Regions from separate parts of the Oryctolagus cuniculus genome. Here region 2 is linked to region 1. Evidence: chromatin contacts called from public Micro-C data. All regions are on one chromosome and are shown on one strand. The core of a region is the stretch at or near the end of the contact, and the rest is flanking DNA. Distances in the headings are between cores, read along the strand shown.

The links. A called contact is a pair of places that touch in the nucleus more often than the background predicts.
Region 2: a contact with region 1 is called in a Micro-C map of ear pinna, with 10 times the contacts expected there. The contact joins the promoter of COX18 here to the promoter of ANKRD17 in region 1. A contact is called at or near these places in 3 of 6 Hi-C or Micro-C datasets (ear pinna, psoas muscle and an unstated tissue).

Annotation. Positions count from the first base shown.
Region 1 is chr8:92,365,494-92,369,375 of mOryCun1.1, forward strand. It overlaps ANKRD17 (ankyrin repeat domain 17), which reads left to right and starts at 1,799. Exons shown (of 33, transcript XM_051820224.2): 1 at 1,799-2,385. The coding sequence starts at 1,972.
Region 2 is chr8:92,554,572-92,558,231 of mOryCun1.1, forward strand. COX18 (cytochrome c oxidase assembly factor COX18) reads left to right here and starts at 1,705. Exons shown (of 8, transcript XR_011378400.1): 1 at 1,705-3,660. ANKRD17 (ankyrin repeat domain 17) reads left to right here. Exons shown (of 33, transcript XM_051820224.2): 33 at 1-314.

The DNA.
Region 1 (3,882 bases), core at 549-3,048:
GGAACCAGAATTTTTGGAGGCCTAAAAACAGAAAAGATAATACATGTAAGGGTGAGAGGGAGAATGAAACTAGAATGTAGATGGAAGGTTAATCTTACATAAGAGTAAACAATTTCACATTCCTCTGACACTAGAAAAAAGGAAAGATCAGAATATTTCTAGAACTTGGACAATGGAAGGAATTTGTGCTTGATATTAATGATTTCAATCTTGTCTTGACATTTGAAGTAAAGTTATATAATGAAATGGGGCTGGAATTTACATACTGTAAGAAGTATTCTGATGAAAAGGGAGAAAAAAAGTGCTGAAGAGGGATTCAGCTGAAATTACAGAACCTAAATCTGTAAGATACACAATGTAGTGTTCTTTTCTACACTGGAATTCAACAACCATTGTAGGAAAGGCCAGGTAGTTGGTTAGCATTTTATATCCATATTTACTATAGTACTTATTACAGGGTAAAGCCTCTGGAAACAGACTTTGATTTCATGAGTTAGGCACACAGTAGGCAAATGAAGAATTTTTGCTTCAATGAATTGATTTAGTCATTGCCAGTTCTGCTATGGTACTCTGTAGAGTACTGGCAACTGTCCACATTTCATGTGGTATGCCAGTGCTAAAAAGAAGAAAAATGCTTAAAAAAAAAAAAGGCCGAGCACACTCAGCTAAATTTAGCAGTCTTAAAATGGCAACTCTGTCAGTTGAGACATACTTTCTATCTTGTGCCAGTACATCTGTCTTTGATGTTTGCTGCTTTTTCCTTATGCCACCGTACTCACACTAGACCAGAAACGGATAATTCTGAGTTCAATAAGCTACACTATCGGTTTCACAAGTCCTGCAAGTTCTTCAGACACTTAAAAAATAAACTCACAAGCTACATTCCCCTGTCCCCCATTTTCATTCCCCCCAAAAAAAGGTGATTATTTACGACGCTCACGTCACAGACGAAATTTGTACCTGCAAGGAGTGCACAGCTAGATCGGGGTCACTTAGTGCATCTCCTCTGAGTCTGGCTCAGTTCCCTCAACCTTCTCCTCTTTGCAAACTTTAGGGCTATAGTTATTTTAGACGTCTAGTCCACTTCCGTCATACAACACGTGTGTAAACTCAGGTTCAGGAAGTCTATGAGTCAAGACTTAAACTTAGGCTAGAAGGCTTCCTTCTCTTACACGAGGCCATGTCTCAAGAGCCAAAGCTCTAACTTTCGATTTGGCGGCGAAGAAAATGGCCAGGAATGAAACTACGTGCAGCAGTGCAGAACGAGGCCCCACCTCCCGGATCCGGTGGCCCCGGACTCCCGCTAACAAAGTGTCCGGCCTGCGCTTCCGCACCCGCTTCCCCCGCGGCCCAGGGCCCGCCCCACGCACCGCAGCGCTACGCGCGCGAAGGCTCCCGGCCGCGGCCCTGGAAATCTCACTTTCGCCTTTCGGCCGCTCGCGCGCCATCGCTCAGGCGACGGCTGATGGCGTCACTCGCACTTCCGCCTGCGGCTGCGTTCTAGTCACAAGCCAGGAAGGAAGAAGGGAGGGCTGCAGGGCAGTGTGTGGGGGAAGTAGCGAGGAAAGAGAAGAAACCCGGGCGTTCGCGAGCGCTCCGGCAGTAACCGCGGCTCCCCCTCCGTCCCCGCCGCCCGCCTTCGGCAGGCGCCCTGAGAACACTTCCCCCGCGTCTTCTCAGTCTCTCCTTCTCTAGGTCTCCCCGTCTCCCTCGGCGCCTCACCTCCCCCTCCTTGCTCCCTCACGCTCCCTCCCTTTCCCTCCCTCCCATCGTCAGGCTCCCCGCCCTTAGTATCGCGAGACGAGGTGAGAGCTGGCGGAGCGGCGGCGGCGGCGGCGGCAGTAGAGGTGACCGAGGCGGTGGCGGCGGAGGCGGCACCGAGTGCTGTGTCGGCCCCGGTGCGGCCGAAGTCGCGGTAGAGCGTAGCCCCCACGCCCCTCCCCCGTCCGCGCCCTCCCTCTTTCCCTGGGGATGGAGAAGGCGACGGTTCCGGTGGCGGCGGCGGCGGCGGCGGCGGAGGGAGAAGGGAGCCCCCCGGCGGTGGCGGCTGTGGCGGGCCCCCCCGTGGCGGCGGCGGCGGCGGCGGCGGAGGTCGGCGGCGGCGTCGGCGGCGGCAGTGGGGTTCGCTCGGCCTCGTCTCCTCGTGGGATGGTGCGAGTCTGCGACCTGCTCCTGAAGAAGAAGCCGCCGCAGCAGCAACACCACAAGGCCAAGCGGAACCGGACTTGCCGACCCCCCAGCAGCAGCGAAAGCAGCAGCGACAGCGACAACAGCGGCGGCGGTGGAGGCGGCGGCGGCGGAGGAGGAGGTGGCGGCGGCGGCACCAGCAGCAACAACAGCGAGGAAGAAGAGGACGACGACGACGAGGAAGAGGAGGTTTCTGAGGCAAGGGCCTGGGTTCCCAGGATGGAGGGAGGAAGGGACCTTAAAGGATAGGGGCCGAAGGTGGGAGGGGACTGGCGGTGGGGCCGAGTCCAGAGGGGCGATTTCGGTTAGGGACCAAGCTTTCGACTGCCCGCTTGCTTTTCAGGGCCTGAATCGTGAAGTGTGGGAGCGTTGCGGGGGGGGGGGGGGTGAGGGTGGCTGACACGTGGGGGTGGGAGGGACCCGGAGTCCACAGAGTTGGGGAACAGCGTGTTATCGTGGGATGGTTCCCACGGGGAAGGATGGAGGGAATTGATTCTTGATTTGCACACCCGGGCGGGGTGGGGGGTGGGGTGGGGGTGGGGGCTCCGCTGGGGCCAGTAGGGCCAGCTCATTCCCGGGGCGGGGGCGGGACCAAAACGGGAGGGGTAAGATAATAGGTAGATGAGTCTCTTGGGAGCCAGCAGGGGGTTGATACCTTTCTCCCAGTTGTGAGATGGAGGGGTGCAGAGGAGGGGAGGAGTGGAGGTAAGGTTGTAAGGGACTCAAGAGCTAAGTATTTGTGTATGTGAGAGACACGTGAGAACCTGTACTTTTCCATACTGTTCTGCAGCAGTTTTTTTTTTTTTTTTATAACTATGGTGACTGCCGAAGTAACCTTCACTTTCTCGATATCTCAGGGATTTTGGATGAACCGTTCTTATATCCACATATATTTATGAGCAACTGAGTGGATGAAAACTATTTCTCACATATACATACCTATCCATTTTCAAATACCTCCTTAATGGAGAAAGAATTAAGCTAGGGGCTGTTGTTTCCCAAATAATATGGGATAGACAGCCAAGCCGGTCTGCTTTGGAGCCAGGCTTGGTAATGGTGAGTTGGAATAGGAAGGCGTCTTGATTTGTCCTAGTGATCTGGTTTCATAATAACAGTTCATATTTTTTTTCCTGGGTCCACAGACAGGCGGCGTTGCAGGACTTTATTCCTCCAAGAAAGCCTTAGAACGCAAAAGCTCAGTAAAGCACACTGTACAGACAGACAACTAAGAGTTAGCCTTACGAGTTAGCAGTTCTTTTTCAGTTCTCTTGTCTCCTACATGAAATGGAAACTAGAAAAACCTTGATCTGGAGAAAGAAATTGCAACTTAGAGACAGCAGAGGAAAATAGCATTAAAGACTGATTATAAACTTAGTTCTAAGAACAACTGAATTATCTGGAAATACCACTTTCCTTGTATTCTCTCGCACATAGAACTTATCTTAGTACAAGGCTGATTTTCTGAAAGTTGCACTTATTGCATCTGAATTCTGTTTGAATAGACAAATAATCCTTTAAAGGGTTTTTGAGGCTTGCCTGTTAGAAGACTAGATTCTATTTTACCTCAGACTGAATGAAGTTATATAGGTAGAGATGTAAGAGTTGAATTATGTATACCAAAAAAATGGACCTGACTGCTGTTACATTGTTCAGCCTGTTGTATTCTGAGGATAGGTTTGTATTGATAGATTTTGA
Region 2 (3,660 bases), core at 455-2,954, 190 kb after region 1:
ATCAAGAGTCAACATAAAAATTTCATTTTTCAGTAATTTAGTGGGAAGTATCTTATTTCTTTTCTCAGTTTGAAACACTTCTGGCTCTCTACACTTGTATATTATCAATGAAAAGGATCAACAGCTACCTTGGGCCAAGTAATAAAGCTTGCATTTGTCATTATGACAATTTATGGTAAATTCATGAATACACAGATTACAGTATAAAGTCTCCATTTAACCTGTTTATGTAAGATACAGGGCCACACTAAACTGCTCAGTGGGATTTATATATTCCATCCACTTGAAACAATAAATGGTAATGTATCCAAGAATATGTGTCCTACCCTGTCTCATATGGAAAAATAAATTATATGGTTGAAACACAAAAGTAAGCAAGCATGAAAGTGAAGTAATATATATATCAATTCGTCTTTTTTTTAAAAGTTAGACACAAACTCCACACTGATAAAACATAAATATTAACTAAAATTCAGAGATAGTATCCAGTTTTGACAGTATGGTTTCTTAACTTTTCAAATAAATGAAATGGATTTCTTCAGTCTGTAGACTGAGTAAAAAATAAAAAGGCAAATTCTCAAACATATCCAGAAGTTGTAAACAACACATTCATATCTTTTAATTTAGGAGGTGGTTTAAAATACATAATGTGGGTTTTTACTTATCTTTGATTAATATTCCCAAATATAAAGGAAAAGCTAAAAAATACCCTATAAAAATATAGCTATGAAGTAAAAGTCTAGCACTTTACTAAGAAAGTAGTATAACTTTATTTAACAGAGTATTCTGTATATGACTTTTGCCATATCTTTGGCCTAATTCTTTCCTGTGTTAATAACCAGGATTTTATATTACTATTTAAGATAACCCTGCTAGAGAACAGATACCACTTCATACTTTTTACAGAATCTTATTTGTGATGTTTCACTAAACTGAACCTTGGGAACTTTTTTTTACTTTAAAACTGTGGGGCAAGAGGATATAAATTGGAAAACATATTTAAATTTTGGGGTCAGGCTTGTTAAAAGTACAATACCATGGTGTTAGAAGCCCGTACTAGGGACATTTTTCAAAGACATTTTTTATATTCCCATGTAATGCAGTGCATTTTTATTTGAACAATAAAAAAACCTAATTTTTAAAGACCATACAGGTCTTTTTATTTCTATTTTGAAAGAAAGTATTTGTGTATATGCAGACTACATGATGTATTTATATTCTGTCATTCTTTTTTAAGGAGTGATTTAACTCTCAGAAATAATACTTGGGTTAGTTCACAAGGTAAATCCAAAAATAACTAATGCCCCAGTTATTGTATAATCTCTTTAAACCAAGCATTCCATTTCAGAGATGACTATTTCCCAGTTCCAAGAAAGTCTCCCATTTCATGCCTTTTCAACATATAAATTTTAGCATAACATTTTCACAGTCTGATTTTAGTAAATGAAAATTAATTTTTTGGTAAATTACTAATAGTCATTTTCATTCTCTGGTAGAAGAATAAATTACGTTTCAACTTATCCTGTCTTATTCATCACATAAACAGTACTACATCTGTCCTTTGATTCAAATGAACTATATTAACATTTCATAGTAGTTATAACAATTATTTTATACATTATATTCACTCATTAAAAACAGTACAAAGTGTTAGACTAAATGGAGAGATTCAAAATCACAAAACCTCTTCAGATACTCTGATTTACTCAAAATATTTTCACTTTACTGGTTTTCAAAAGTGTTCATTCCCACAGGTCTGGCACTTTTAAAATCAGGATTATTTCAGAATGATTAAAAACAAACCAGTTTATTCATTTTAATCACTGCAAGAAGAGATTCAGTACTCCCTTCTCTCAATGTATTTTTATTTTAGATAAATACATCTACCCAGATTACCTTACACTTTAAATATTAATATTAGGTATGGGCCCCTCAATATCTTAATATACCACCTCATTGATAAATGTGTAGTTAAGTCACTGCATTTGATTAACGCAAGTGGCTGGAATTTAAGATGAACAAATTAGTGCATTAATATACTTAGTATGTTGCATACCATGATTGCAGAAATATACAAAAATAAACTACAGGACAAACAGCTGTGTCATAAGAAAATTCATTTTATACTTCTGCCTTTAAGTGAATTAATATTTTTGAAAAATAAATGCCAACTCCACATGTTTGACTCTTGAATATTAAGATGAAAGAAGGGCCGGCGCCGTGGCTCACTAGGCTAATCCTCCGCCTTGCAGCGCCGGTACACTGGGTTCTAGTCCCAGTTGGGGCACCGGATTCTGTCCCGGTTGCCCCTCTTCCAGGCCAGCTCTCTGCTGTGGCCAGGGAGTGCAGTGGAGGATGGCCCAGGTGCTTGGGCCCTGCCCCCACATGGGAGACTGGGAGGAAGCACCTGGCTCCTGCCATCAGATCAGCACAGTGCTCCAGACGCGGCGGCTGTTGGAGGCTGAACCAACGGCAAAGGAAGACCTTTCTCTCTCTCTGTCTCTCTCACTGGCCACTCTGCCTGTCAAAAAAAAAAAAAAAAAAAAAAAAAAAAAAAAAAAGTTGAAAGAAGTTTTTCCAATAAAGAAGGAGAACAGCTATTTCTAGATAACATTAGTTTTAAAAAGTAATGCCTGAAAAAAATAAGAAAAAGAAAAGTAAATCTGATTCCAAGGGATAATTTTAACAATTACTCACAAAAAGATTTTTTGAAAAAGTTCAGAAGGCATATTTGGGGAATGAGAAATCTAAATGACTTTATGATGATAATAGCCTGTATTAAACTTTTGAGCACTCTTAATTCACTCTGCTGAAACAATATTGACCTGGTGGCTTAAACAACAATTTTTTAAATCATTTATTTAAGAGGCAGAGTTAGAGGGAAGGAGAGACAGCAAGGTCTTCCATCGGCTGGTTCACTCCCTATGTGTCCACGACAGCAGAAAGTGGGCCAATCCAAAACCCTGAAGCCTGGAGTTTCTTCCAGGTTTCCCATGTGGGTGCAGGGGCCCAGGCACTTGCGCCATCTGAGGCTGCTTTCCCAGGCGTGTTAGCAGGAAGCTGGATTGGTAGTGGAACAGCTGGCATTGGACCAGGTGCTCACAGGAATGTTGGTAGGACACGTGGCAGCCTAGCCCACTATGCCACAATACCAACTCCCTCACAGATAAAATTCTAAGAACATGATACTTCCCTCCTCTCCCTCCTTTCCTCCTCCTTCCTTTTTTTAATTTTTGCAAAACTGCATTTTCCATTTACCTGATAATCACAGGCTTAATGCTACACTAAAGAGTTCAAGTAAAAAGATGACTTCCTCAGGAGTAACAGGCTATAAATGATAAATCAGAAGATGTCAGTTTCACTAACGCATTAAGCCTTTTTTGTACTCTATTAGATGAGCACAAATCAGAGAAAACATTTGTCTTTTTGTGTCTGATTTCACTAAGTATAATGGTCTTCCGTTACATCCATTTTGTTGCAAAAGACAGGATTTCATTTTTAATAGCTGAAAAGTATTACAATATGTATTCAAACAATATACTCTTAAAAAATTTGTTCTGCCAGTGATAATTCTTTTTAAGTGCAAAGGACTTTTGTTGTTTTAAGTTTTATTTGAAGGGAGAGACCGATCTTCCATCTTCTAGTTCACTCCCCAGATGC